Linked DNA regions of Mus musculus: regions 1, 2 and 3 are each linked to region 4. Evidence: chromatin contacts called from public promoter capture Hi-C data. All regions are on one chromosome and are shown on one strand. The core of a region is the stretch at or near the end of the contact, and the rest is flanking DNA. Distances in the headings are between cores, read along the strand shown. Region 1 holds the start of Gpr62 (G protein-coupled receptor 62). Region 2 holds the start of Camkv (CaM kinase-like vesicle-associated). Region 3 holds the start of Rpl29 (ribosomal protein L29). Region 4 holds the start of 4930429P21Rik (a long non-coding RNA gene).

The links. Promoter capture Hi-C pulls out the DNA fragments that hold promoters and counts their contacts.
Region 1: a contact with region 4 is called in a promoter capture Hi-C map of liver, with 6 times the contacts expected there. The contact joins the promoter of Gpr62 here to the promoter of 4930429P21Rik in region 4. A contact is called at or near these places in 4 of 39 promoter capture datasets (hippocampal neurons, liver and pre-B cells) and 1 of 115 datasets of contacts at active chromatin or transcription factors (bone marrow-derived macrophages).
Region 2: a promoter capture Hi-C map of pre-B cells shows a contact between it and region 4, with 2.1 times the contacts expected there. The contact joins the promoter of Camkv here to the promoter of 4930429P21Rik in region 4. A contact is called at or near these places in 2 of 39 promoter capture datasets (liver and pre-B cells).
Region 3: a contact with region 4 is called in a promoter capture Hi-C map of liver, with 8 times the contacts expected there. The contact joins the promoter of Rpl29 here to the promoter of 4930429P21Rik in region 4. A contact is called at or near these places in 2 of 39 promoter capture datasets (liver and pre-B cells).

What each region holds. Positions count from the first base shown.
Region 1 is chr9:106,464,605-106,467,344 of GRCm38.p6, forward strand. Gpr62 (G protein-coupled receptor 62) reads right to left here and starts at 1,381. Exons shown (of 1, transcript NM_001159652.2): 1 at 1-1,381. The coding sequence starts at 1,123. The coding sequence ends at 47.
Region 2 is chr9:107,934,510-107,937,602 of GRCm38.p6, forward strand. It overlaps Camkv (CaM kinase-like vesicle-associated), which reads left to right and starts at 1,411. Exons shown (of 11, transcript NM_145621.2): 1 at 1,411-1,542.
Region 3 is chr9:106,427,667-106,430,687 of GRCm38.p6, forward strand. It overlaps Rpl29 (ribosomal protein L29), which reads left to right and starts at 1,745. Exons shown (of 3, transcript NM_001324534.1): 1 at 1,745-2,348; 2 at 2,642-2,706. The coding sequence starts at 2,312.
Region 4 is chr9:107,352,532-107,355,541 of GRCm38.p6, forward strand. It overlaps 4930429P21Rik (a long non-coding RNA gene), which reads right to left and starts at 1,527. Exons shown (of 5, transcript XR_003948243.1): 1 at 1,204-1,527.

The DNA.
Region 1 (2,740 bases), core at 131-2,630, 890 kb before region 4:
CTACAACCTGATCTCACCCTCCTTTCCCCAACTCAGAAGAAATGTCTCAGGTGGCCTCTGACACACTCGGGGTCTGTCTTGCCAATTCTCGGGCCTGTTCTGGTGCCTCAGAAGGGCCTAGGACAGGGTCCTTGCGGAGTTCCTGGAGGCGCCGAAGGAGTGTCTGCAGGTGCCAGGCTTGCGATGTGCAGGCTTTCGGGGCCCGAGGCAGCGCTCGGCGGGTAAGGCGGCCCAGCGCCAGGCGCACCGGGCGCTGCAGCAGGCCATAGAGAAAGGGGTGAGCCGCGAAGGCGGAGTAGGCTACCCAGGTGACAGTAGCCTCGGCCGCTGCGGCGCGCGCCGCGGGCGCCAAGCACGCGCAGCCATAAGGCAGCCAGCAGGCTGCAAACTGGCCCACGGCCAGGGCTGGGGCCAGGGCCGCCTTGCCCCCCAGCAGACGTGGCCGGAGGGGCGGCAAGAAGGAGAGGCGACTGTCTAGAGAGTCGGAGCGGGGCCGGGTCCCGCGCGGAGGCCGGAGGGCGGCGCGCCGCGCCACCAGGAAGATGCTACCGTAGGCGGCCAACAGCAGGAGGGCGGGCAGCGCGAAGGCTAGCATCGCCCAGAGCGGCCGGAAGGGCCCGAGCCCCCCGGCCAGGACGGAGCAGCGAGCTGGGGCCGGAGGTGGCGCAGGCGGTGGCCCGAGCAAGGAGAGCGCGCCCAGGAGCGCGGCCGCGGACCACACCGCGGTGAGCACCAGCGCGGGCGCCGGGCGCGCGCCTGGCCGCAGCGGATGCACTATGAGGCGGTAGCGCGCCAGGCCGAGAGCGGCCACGCCGAGCGTGCATGCGGGGAGCAGAGCCGCCGAGAGGAAGCGCGCCGCTCGGCACGACGAGGGGTCCAGGGGCACAGTGCCCAGCCCGGGCGGCGCGGCCAGCAGGCCCAGAGGCATGATGGAGGCAGCCGCCAGCAGGTCCACGACGCACAAGTGCGCTAAGTAGAAGGCATCTTGAAGGTCCGGCGTGCGCAGCACCACCACGAGCAGAGTGCCGTTGCCCAGCACGGCCCCCACCTCTACGAGAACCGCCAGGATAAACCCCACCGAGCCCGCGAGTTCGGTGACGCTGAGCCCCGAGCCGTTGGCCATCTGAACGTTCAGGCTTCACTGGGGTTTGCTAGAGGAAGAGCGGAAATGGAGCCTCTGGCTCCAGGATTCCCATCACCTGTCCCATGCTCCTCAAGACCCCTCACCTCGTAGGCTGCCCAGGAGGTGACTCCAACGCCCAGGCTGCCATCTTCTTGTGGGGTTTGGTGGGCCCTATGGGTGGATGCAAGGCTGAGCCTGGCTCGGCTTTCTCCCCCTGCCCTAGCACAGCTCCAGCCACTCAGCCTCTGTGGAGATGGTACCGGCTGTCACTCTGATGCTCCCCTTTGAAGACACACACAGCTTAGTAAGGGAGGGGCAGGGCCTGGTGCCAGCCCCCTTGGCTCTAACAGCTGCCAGCTGGAGACTGGAGGCTCTTCTGTGAAACTGCCCGAGGGTACAGTTTACTGAGCCTAGACCCATACCCACCTTGCTCAGGAGTGCGACGTGGGGGCAGTTCGGTCAGACATTACTTTTCTCAAGGTAGCCCAGGAATCAGGAAAAACAAAAAACCGAAACTTTAGATGTGCTTGGAACCCCCAGGAGGTCTTGAGGGGAGGAGAGAGAGAAATCTCAGGGCATGGCACATAATGGCTGCTCAGTCAGTGTTACCTTGGCACCTCACCTTATGGAATACTTGTGAAGTGGGGGGCTTAGCAGAAAAATGGATGCTTAGCTGGTCTTGGACTTTGACTGCTGGCAAACCAGCTCTCTTCTAAAGCGCACCCTGCACATGCATCATTAGCACCACCCCTTCCCAACCTCAGAGCTCTGAAGCTTGAGCTAACAAGACCTACCACAAGAAGCACAGGCTCGGGCTGGTGAGATGGCTCAGTGGGTAAGAGCACCTGACTGTTCTTCTGAAGGTTCGGAGTTCAAATCCCAGCAACCACATGGTGGCTCACAACCATCCGTAACAAGATCTGACTCCCTCTTCTGGAGTGTCTGAAGACAGCTACAGTGTACTTACATATAATAATAAATAAATCTTAAAAAAAAAAAAGCACAGGCTCAGTATGTAGCATCTCTGCCTCCCTCCCCCAGGTAGGTGGCTCAAAAGGTAACTCCAGCGGGAGGGGCCCATGCTCCAGTTACAATCACCCAACTTCATGACAACTCTACCTAGACAGTGACAAGGAAGCAGGTGTCTGAAGGGCCTTCTCCCTTGAACCAGACTTGAGTGTCTCCCTAGGCAAACTCCTCAGGATAGAGCTTTCTTTTCTCCCACACCCGATCCAATTGGTCAAAGGTCCAGGGAATCTAGTCATTTCTTATCACCAATACCGCTGCCCCACCAACCCTGCTGCCCACTCAGAGCGTCTGTCCCAGCATTCCCCTAACTGGCCTTGCCTTTTTTGCTCCCGAGTCTCAAACTGCTCAGCTGATTTGTCCTTCGGTCCCTTCTCCACTCTACCTTCCTGTTCTCGACCTTCCCGGGCTTCGCTGGGGGAATATTCAGCCAACGGAAGTTCCCAGCAGAAAACTAGAGAGTGGGAAGAGGGAGGAAGCTATGATGTTTCCCCTCACAGCTTAGCCTAAGCCTCTACAGCCCTCTGTGGGAGACAGCCTCCAGCCTGAAGCTATGGCTTCCCTCATGGAGGCTCTTCTGTGTTCTCGTTC
Region 2 (3,093 bases), core at 161-2,660, 580 kb after region 4:
CCAGGTTCTTGGCCCCATTCTTGGATAGATTGTGATCCTCAAGAAAGATAGAAGATGTGTTTGAGGTATGTCGGTTCTGCCAGCCATGTCTTGGCTACAACATAAACTTGGAGGCTCATTGTATTAGGGATAATAGAAAAGACTGCATGCCAGGCTTTTCCTTCCTTCTGCAAACATTAGTTGAGCATTGTGAGATTAGACATAGGCTCTGTCAAGTTTGCCAAAAGGTTCCTATCCAGTACTGGGATGGATGTTAATGGCCAAGACTCTTCGTACTCAGGGGCCCAGATACAATGATAACATGGCCTAGAGGAAGTGACCAGAGTCGGGGAAAGACATGAAGAACTCAACAACCCTTCTGGAAGAGGTTATCCAGAAACCCTGAAGCAATTTCTCTGGCAATCTTCTGGCTTCAGCCCCAAGTTCTTCACTTGTTGGGTCCCATCTGTCCTCAGCTATGGGTGGTAATGCAAATAGGCTTGCTCAACATGTGACCCTGTTCCCAGGATGGCTGGGCCGGGCAGATCACTAGCAGGGTAAGATGGAATGGAGCCTGGGTCCAGACAATGGAAAACCTAAATGTGGCCTTTATTTATTGTCTCAGGATGGTCCTCAGGACTTGATGGGCAGTGGGATGGACCTTCAGTCCTCTTGCCTCCTTGAGAAGGGACAGAAATATGGTTAAGAACTTCATTGGAAATTCCTTCCTAGTACTTCCACAATACCATAACCTAGCCCAGGTCACCTGGGTCATGTTGCTTAGGAAATGTTTAAGGATTATTACAAAGAGAAGAAAGCAGACCCCATGCTACATCATAGGTGACTTTTAGTTTGGGAAATTCAGAACTATACAGAGGGGACTGACTGAGCCAGCCATGAGGCTGGTAATTTAGTTGGGAAAGATTTTGGCTTCACAGGAGTTGGATGTAGGATGGTCTGAGGGCCTCACTGTCTTGTCATTTCCAAATTGATCACAATTGCACACATAGTCCTGTGTGTTTATTCCTGTCTAGGAGGTGCTCCAGGGACTGCCCATGTGGTTCTAAGTAGATCCAACCCTTTGGATCAGGGTTGGGGAACTGGGCAGGGCCCTGGTCTCCTGCAAACTACTTCTAGCCAGGAGACTCCTGTGCAGTTCCAGGACTCAGGTTCTTCTCCAAGTCCTCACTCCTAACTCCTTACTTCGGGATTAGGAAGGGCCCCTTCGCCTCCTGTTGCTGGGTTTTGAGTCTGATGGCCTAAGTGAGCCTAGCAGGTGTTCGCCGCCAACCTGCATGCGCCCTCCCTCGAGTGGGATTCCAGTCTCCGGGTCTGCCAGGGTGGGGGCGGGCCGGGCGAGGAGGCCCCGCCCCCAGCCCGCCCCCGGCCCGGGGTGCGAATCCGCTGCCAGAGAGCGACTGGCGATGCTGGAGGTTCTGGAGTCGAAGCGGCTGCAGCTGGCGCCGCGTCTGCCCCGCGTGCCCGGAGCGGATTCTGCCCGCCGCCCCCGGAGCCCTGCTGAGCGGGTTATCGCTTCCTGCCTGTGACCGACCAGCTTTGCAGGTGCGGAGCAGGGAGGGCTGGGCCGGTGGGGAGGGCGCCTCCTGGATGCACGTTGGGGGGCCTTGGGAGATTGTTTCCCTGGTTAGAGAATCCCCGCGCAGGATGCGCGCGATCACCGCGAGGACTCTGGGGGTCCCAAGCAGGGGCACAGCGCACCGTTTCTGCAGATGCGAGGTGGGGTGGCGTGCGGGGTTGGGCTAAAGTTCCCCATTACCTCTGACGGCTTGGGAGGGTCCCAGAGAAAGCCTCTGCAGCTCCGAATTGTAAAAAACATAAACCCTCGAAGATTCGTGGTGCCCCTTATAGGGGTAAAGGGCCAAGGGCCGAGCGGTCCATCCTCGCTCCTAGAGCGGTCTTCAGCCCCTCCCCAACTGCCCCTGGGGGCCCCCTCCCTCTGGTTTGGCAGTCACTAATTTCCATGACAACGGAGAGTTCTTTATGGGCGACAATCCGGAGGGGGCTGGGCGGGGCTGCTGCGGGGCTGGGGGAGGAGGTTCTAAGCCCGAGTGGACTATTGGCCCCCAAGCTAAGTTCAGGCTTCCAAGCCTTCTGAGGGTCTTTTGTCAAGGGAGGTGGGGGCGCAGCGCACTGACACACGTGCGAGGTGGGGGTGCGGGGCGCACATGTTTCTGCTGGGAGGTGCGGGGCTTGCTGCTCACACGTGTGCCTCCCGCATGTGTGTTGCTGTGCCAGCGGGGGCGAGCCAGCAGCACTGGGGAAGGGGGTCAGAGTGGTACCATGGTGAAGAGCAGGGACTCTGCCTGGAGTCGCAGGGGACAATTAAAGCGTTAGCCTCTCTGTCTTTTTCAGCTTGCTATTGCTTGACAGGAGACCCTGGGCTTTTGAGCCCCAGCCCCATGAAGGGCTGCCAACTGCTCCCCGACCCCAAACCTGTTCTAGCAGGTTCCTTCCTAGAGAACAGGGCCCCCTTTTCCTCACCAAAAGCTCCTAGCTGGTCTATACGACTCTAGTGGGTCTTTTGCACACCAGCCTCCAAACACAGGCTCAGGCTTTGGGGCCCCCAGGACCACCTTTGCAGAAGTAGGCTGGCTTCCCCTCCCCCTCTGAGTTGATTACTGGCAGATTCAGTGACTTCTGAGCCTCCCTTTCCTAACTTGGAAATTAGTATCTCCATTCCCTTCATAGCCAGGATGGGACAGAGGTCTCCCTTTTTTTCCCCTCATTTAGTGTGGATCCCCAGGCGCCCTACCCTGGCTCTGTATATATCTGCTGCAGGCCCTTCTCTGTGTCTTCATTCCCTGGTGGCTACCAATTAGCCGGCTGGTGGCAGTCCTCTGCTCTGTTCAGGGAAACTGAGACCTGGGGGGTGTTGGTGTGCCTTTGTCTTCCTGTTTCTGGCTTGCTCATGGTGCTGTTTTGGCTGCTGCTTTTGGCCATCCTGAGATCTGCCCAAGACTGAGGCTGGGATGAAGAAGGGCCCTGGAAACCCAAGGCCTGGAGAGTTCAGCTGACTGAGGTGGAGATTGCTGGGGACCCTGGGTAAGGCTGGGCCAGCCGAGACGGCTTCTTAAGGAATTAGGCAGGCTTCTT
Region 3 (3,021 bases), core at 495-2,994, 920 kb before region 4:
CAGCGGCTTTTAAATTCTTAAAAATCACTATTTTTATGAGCCTGTATATGGGTGTTTAAGGCAGAGGACAACTGTCAGGAGTCTATCCTGTCCTTCCACAATTGGATCCGGGGTTTGAATTCATGTTTGAGCTACAATCATTCTTACCCACTGAACTATCTGCCCAGCACACTGTTTTTGCTGTTAGAGACAGGGTGTCACCCTGCCTGGCCTAGTCCTAGCTTTGTAGCTTAAGATGATCTTGAGTCCCTGATTCTCCTGCTTCTGTATAAAACTTAGGCCCTATACACTGAGTGGGTGGTGTGAGCTACCATGCCTTTCTGGAGATAGGGTCTTTCTACATAACCCTGGCTGTCCTAGAACTCACTACATAAACTAAAATCACAGAGGCTTGCCTGCCTCTGCCTCGTGAGTGCTGGGATATCCTGACATTATAAAAGTTTTTTGGAGCTGGGCAGTGGTGGTACACGCCTTTAATCCCAGCACTTGGGAGGCAGAGGCAGGGGGATTTCTGAGTTTGCGGCCAGCCTGGTCTACAGAGTGAGTCCCAGGACAATCAGGGCTACACAGAGAAAAACCCTATCTTGAAACAACAACAAAAAAAGCTTTTCGGAGACAAGGTCTACCTGAATTACTCAGGCATCTCAGACTTACAATTCTTCAGCCAGTAGCTGTGATTACAGGCCTGTTTTCACCTCTCTAGCATCATCTCACATCTAATATATGTGAAAAGAAACCACGAGGGCTGGTGAGATGGCTCAGCAGGTAAGAGCACCCAACTGGGGCTGGTGAGATGGCTCAGCAGGTAAGAGCACCCGACTGCTCTTCCGAAGGTCCAGAGTTCAAATCCCAGCAACCACATGGTGGCTCACAACCATCTGTAACAAGATCTGACGCCCTCTTCTGGAGTGTCTGAAGACAGCTACAGTGTACTTACATATAATAAACAAATAAATAAATAAATAAATAAATAAATAAATAAATAAATAAATAAATCTTAAAAAAAAAAGAGCACCCAACTGCTCTTCCGAAGGTCCTGAGTTCAAATCCTAGCAACCACATGATGGCTCACAATCATCCGTAAGGAGATCTGACTCCCTCTTCTGGAGTGTCTGAAGACAACAACACTGTACTTACATATAATAAATAAATAAATCTTAAAAAAAAAAAAAAAAAGAAACCACGAAACTGCCACTCTGGGGAACCAGCCCAGGCTGTTGGAGTAGACTTGGACTATCGTTGCCGCTTTTCTCTCTCTAATTTTCGGCACCCTAAATCCAGTCTATTCTTTTCCCTAGTACATTCTTCACTGTCTTCAGGCAGCCAGCGCCCTTGTGTGGCAGTCTGCATGAGTCTCATAGCTCTTCTCCTCTCCTCTGCCCTCTCCAGTGCATTCCACACAGGAGCCCGGTGAGCTGTTTAAGAACACAGATTCTTCGCTCCATTAACATTCATCCCTCAAAGGCCCCCTCGGCTTTCAGAGTCTTTGGAAGTCTAGCCCAAGAGCAAAGTAGGCACTGGAGGAAGAGAAGGAAGCAAACACGGGCTGGCCGCCGTCGTGGTCCATGCTAACACCACGCTCTTAACCCCAGTAGCAAAAGCCTGCTGTTGGAGGATGAACAGTTATAACCCAGTCTAGGCTACACAGCAAGAAAGACCCGCTCAAAAAATAGCGGGGAGGGGTTAAGCAAAGAAAGAAATCTGTGACGCTAAGAGGGCGTGGCCAGGCTCTAACCCCTCCCCTTTCTAGGCTTCAACTCTTTCCGGCCTTGGAACCTTTTTTCTCCGCCAGCAGTGAGGGAAGCTTTTCCGTTGGACTTTCCGGCGGTGTCGGCCCTATTTCCCGTGCTGCACTGCGGGCCTTTCTCTTTCTCTTCCGGTCTCCGGCGCTGCGGGAGCCGCGGGTTACCGTGAGTGTTGGCCTTACGGCATCCGATGACATCCGTGACTACAGGGCGGCGGCGGGTCGCGAGGCAGGCGACACGGGTGGCAGGAAGGACAGGGCGGGCAGCTGCTTGGCTATGGGGCATCGAGATTGCCGGGCGGGGGTGGTTCCCGGTCGTCCTCAAGGAACGGATGGCGGGGAAAGCCGCCCCGGGGCCGGCAAGCTCAGTCTCAGGACCGACCTCCTTGCTCGCGTTTGAGAGGTGGGGTCGCGTTTTGTGAGTGTTGCCAGGCTGGCGGGTGTCGTAAATCGGAAGCGTCTGCTGCAGCCTCTGGTTTCTTCATGTTACCCCAGCTCAGGGCGGCAGAGGTGTGCCGGTCTGGGGAAGCCCAGAACTGATCTCGTGGCTTTCTTGCAGGTGCAGACATGGCCAAGTCCAAGAACCACACCACACACAACCAGTGTAAGTTCCTTGGGCTCCGGCTGGCGACTGTACCCCAGCGAGGATTGGGTTAGGGTTGCTAGATCAGAGCTGGAGGGAGGGCAGGTCACCCTTCAGGTGAGCCTTGAAGATGATTGTGTGTTTAGCTACTTTGGAGATTACAAATTTGGGAGCCAGGAATCCGCTTAAAAAGCCCATAGTGCTTTCCACCCATCCTTAGTGTATTCTCAAAAGACTGCCAACCATGATGTTAGGTGGTCTTATTGGAAGATACCTCATTTTTTTTTGACCTGTAAATATTTGTTACCCTACAGCCCGCAAATGGCACAGAAATGGCATCAAGAAACCCCGGTCGCAAAGATACGAATCTCTTAAGGGGGTGAGTGATGACAGTGGGTCATAAACTATCCCTTGGCTCCAGGTCTACAGGGTAGGGCCTCTTGTAAGTCATGTCTCCTCCACCACCAGCGTGTGTGTTTCGAGCTAGGATTTCTCTGTGTAGTCCTGGTTGTTCTAGAACTCACTATGTAGACCAGGCTGGCTTCGAACTCTGAGCTCTAGGGATTGTGTTGCCTAGCTTCTCCTTGTCTCCCATGTCAGACTCAACAGAAAAGCCTTCCTTGACCTTCCCAGCCCCTGGTGTAATCTCCTGAGAACAGAACTGCTTCTCTTGCTCCGTGGAGCCTTGAGGGAG
Region 4 (3,010 bases), core at 277-2,776:
TAGCCCCTGCTCCAGGCACAGGACTGTGCATTAAACAGCCTGCTTCTCAGACCATCCCAGTTTGCACTTCTCAATTCTCACGGTACATCTAGGAACGTGACATCCTTGGAACTTGGTTGGACCCCTGAACAGCAGACCTGAGATCCCTGTATGTCAAACAGGGACCAGTAGGAGGTGGGAAGCTAGAGCCCTTTGAGGTCCCCCAGAAGTCTGGTTTCTATATTATATCTGGCATTGAGAAGCTGGAACCTGCAGGCAGGGGAAGCTGGGAGGGGTGGTCTTTCTCCAAGGCTAGGGATTCTATCTCTGATGGCTCAGGCTAGCTCTGATCAGTAAGTTACCGCCTGGGCTAGTGTCTTAGGGTTTCTGTTGCTATGGTGAAACACCAGGACCATAAACAACTTGGCGAGGAGGAAAGGATTTGATTTCAGTTTACAGTTTCACATTGTAGCCCATCACTGAAAGAAGTCATGGCAGGAGCTTGGATGCAGGAGTCGGTACAGAGGCACCATATAGGGTGCTGCTTACTGACTTGCTCCTCATGGCTTACTCAACGGCTTTCTTATACACCCCAGGACCACCTGCCCAGGAGTAGCACTACCCACAGTGACCTGGGCCTTCCCAAATCAATTACCAATCAGGAAACTGCACCACAGGCTTGTCTACCAACCAAAGGGATGGGGGGTCTTCTCAACTGAGGGTCTTTCTTCCTAAATGACTCTAACTTGTGTCAAGTTGGCATAAAAATACCCAGCATAGCTTAGTCCTTATATTTAGTTGCAACCTCCAGACAGCTTGAACTCCTACTAGCTTGGAAGCAGAGAGAATCGGTCACAGGAGGACGTCCTCCCTAGTGTCCCCCACCGTGTGTAGTTTCTAGAATGTGCAGGGGGGCTAGCAGGGCAGGAGGGGGTCCAGGATGCTGATGATGTCACTAGTGAGTCCCGGAGCCCATTAAGCTTCTCACTGGCCCCTGGATTCCGAGTTCCGCCAGACAAATGAACCTTCTAAATAATATTTCCTGGTGGATCCACATAGGGGAGACACAGATCCTCACAGTGGCCTAAAAGGTGACAACAGCAAACATTACCCAAAGTGGTCAGAAATGTAAACAGGCCAGTTCTAGGGCTGTGGAGGGTTTGAAAAAGACCGAGAATCTGCCTGGAGGGTGGTGAGCTTGGAGAGAGGCTGACTTTCTCTTACCTGGTAGGTAGAAAGCTTGGAGAGAGGCTGGGACTCTCTCCTCTCTCTTGCCTCCTGCCGCACCCCGCTGAGAATATTGGGTACCAAGCTCTCTGTTCTGGGAGATGTTTCTTGAGGCTCCCACGCACATCACCACATGATCTCCAGCCTAGACCTCTCCATCAGAGGCTTGGCCTGGCCCAGAGCAAGACAGGAGGGTCCCTGGGCCAGGCACCCACTGCCTCTTCCATTCTCCCTGGCACCAGGTGCTTTGGTCTATCAGGTGACTGGCAGGCCTCAAGATTCCTCTGAGAGTTCAGGTCTGACATCACAGTGCTCCAGACATCCCTCTTACCACCCACCTTGATTGTCCCAGAGGCTGAGATTTGGGCTAGGTTCTATTTTGCAAAGCTACACACACACACACACACACACACACACTGCTTCCTTCAGTCCATCTGGGTGCTTCTACGAGCACTTCTTCAGTCAGCCTGTTTATAGTGCAGTGGGATGCGGTGGGGGGTGGGGGTGGGGGAGTAGGGAGGGGAGCTCTCAGATCCTGACACAAGAGTTATTGACATGTGGCATCCTTTCTTCCAGACCTCACTCAGAGAGCACAGGCTGAAGCAAGCATTTTCTGTGTGTCTGACATGTGAGGGACAGCCTGCCTTTCAGGACCCACTCTGCTGGCTTAGAGAAAGGGTACTGACCAGAGCTGCTTCCAAAGTTTTAGTCAGGGGAGGCTGCCTAGAGAAGGCACAGAGACATACATGCCCAGTCACTTTCTCTTTCTGCTTGCTGGCCAGGATGTGGGTATGGCTCTGGCCAGCCTATGACTTTTCCCAAGAAATCCCGTGGAAGTTAGCTCTCTCTCCTAGCAAGCTCCGTGGTACCCAGAAGATCTCACAGTCCAGACAGATTCCCTTGTGGTGACCACTCAGGCTTTCCCATCTCAGAGGCAGCTGGAAACCCAGCACAGTAGGTCCCTCATCCACAGCCTGGGGACGAACTTCTGCAGTCATACAATTTAAAGCTTTTTTTCTGGATCCTGGAGCCCCTTAGATCTAAAGCTGGAGATGAGAGCTAACCCCTCAGAAGCTGTCCAAGGAAGGGGACTTAGCAAAATCATCTTAGAGGCCTGGCACCTATGAGCCTAGAGGAGTCAAGATGGTGAGAATAGATGGAAACCTGTCTGCTTGGTACCCAGGCACCCATCTGACATGACCCAGGAGGGCAGAAGACAGGCTTAGGCAAAGGCTGAAGGTTGGATGAAGGCCCAGAGTCCAGCTGCCTGCACTGGTGGGGCTGGAATCTGTGTCTTGCCATGGCTATGATCCTGCTGGATGTCACAACTCAGGGGGCTGCCTTGTGACCTGGAAGGGGAGGACAGGAAAACACCCAATCCTGGTACAGGTCACCCTCACAATGACTTCCCCTGGTCACCCCTCACCCGACTGCTCTTATGATCCCTCAGGACCCTCAGCCTTTCTCTTCCAGACTCACCTGGCTTTTCATCTTTGACCCAGCCAATAGGTTCTCGATTTTGACTAAAACAAGGCAAAGGGAAGCCGAGCATGATGTGTCTGTCTGCCACCCCAGCATTTTAGAGGCACAGACAGTAGGATTGTGAGTTCGAGACCCAGCTGAACTCCATCATAGGAAAAGCCTATCTAAAACCAAAACAAGGAGGAAGACAAAATTGAGGAGGGGAAGAGGGGAAAAAAGGAGCCAGGCATAGTACCTGAGAGTAACTTCTCATGTCCTGCACCCAACCTCCAGCCCGATGCATAGCACCTGCTACACTCCATGTCTGTCCATCCACCCTGTC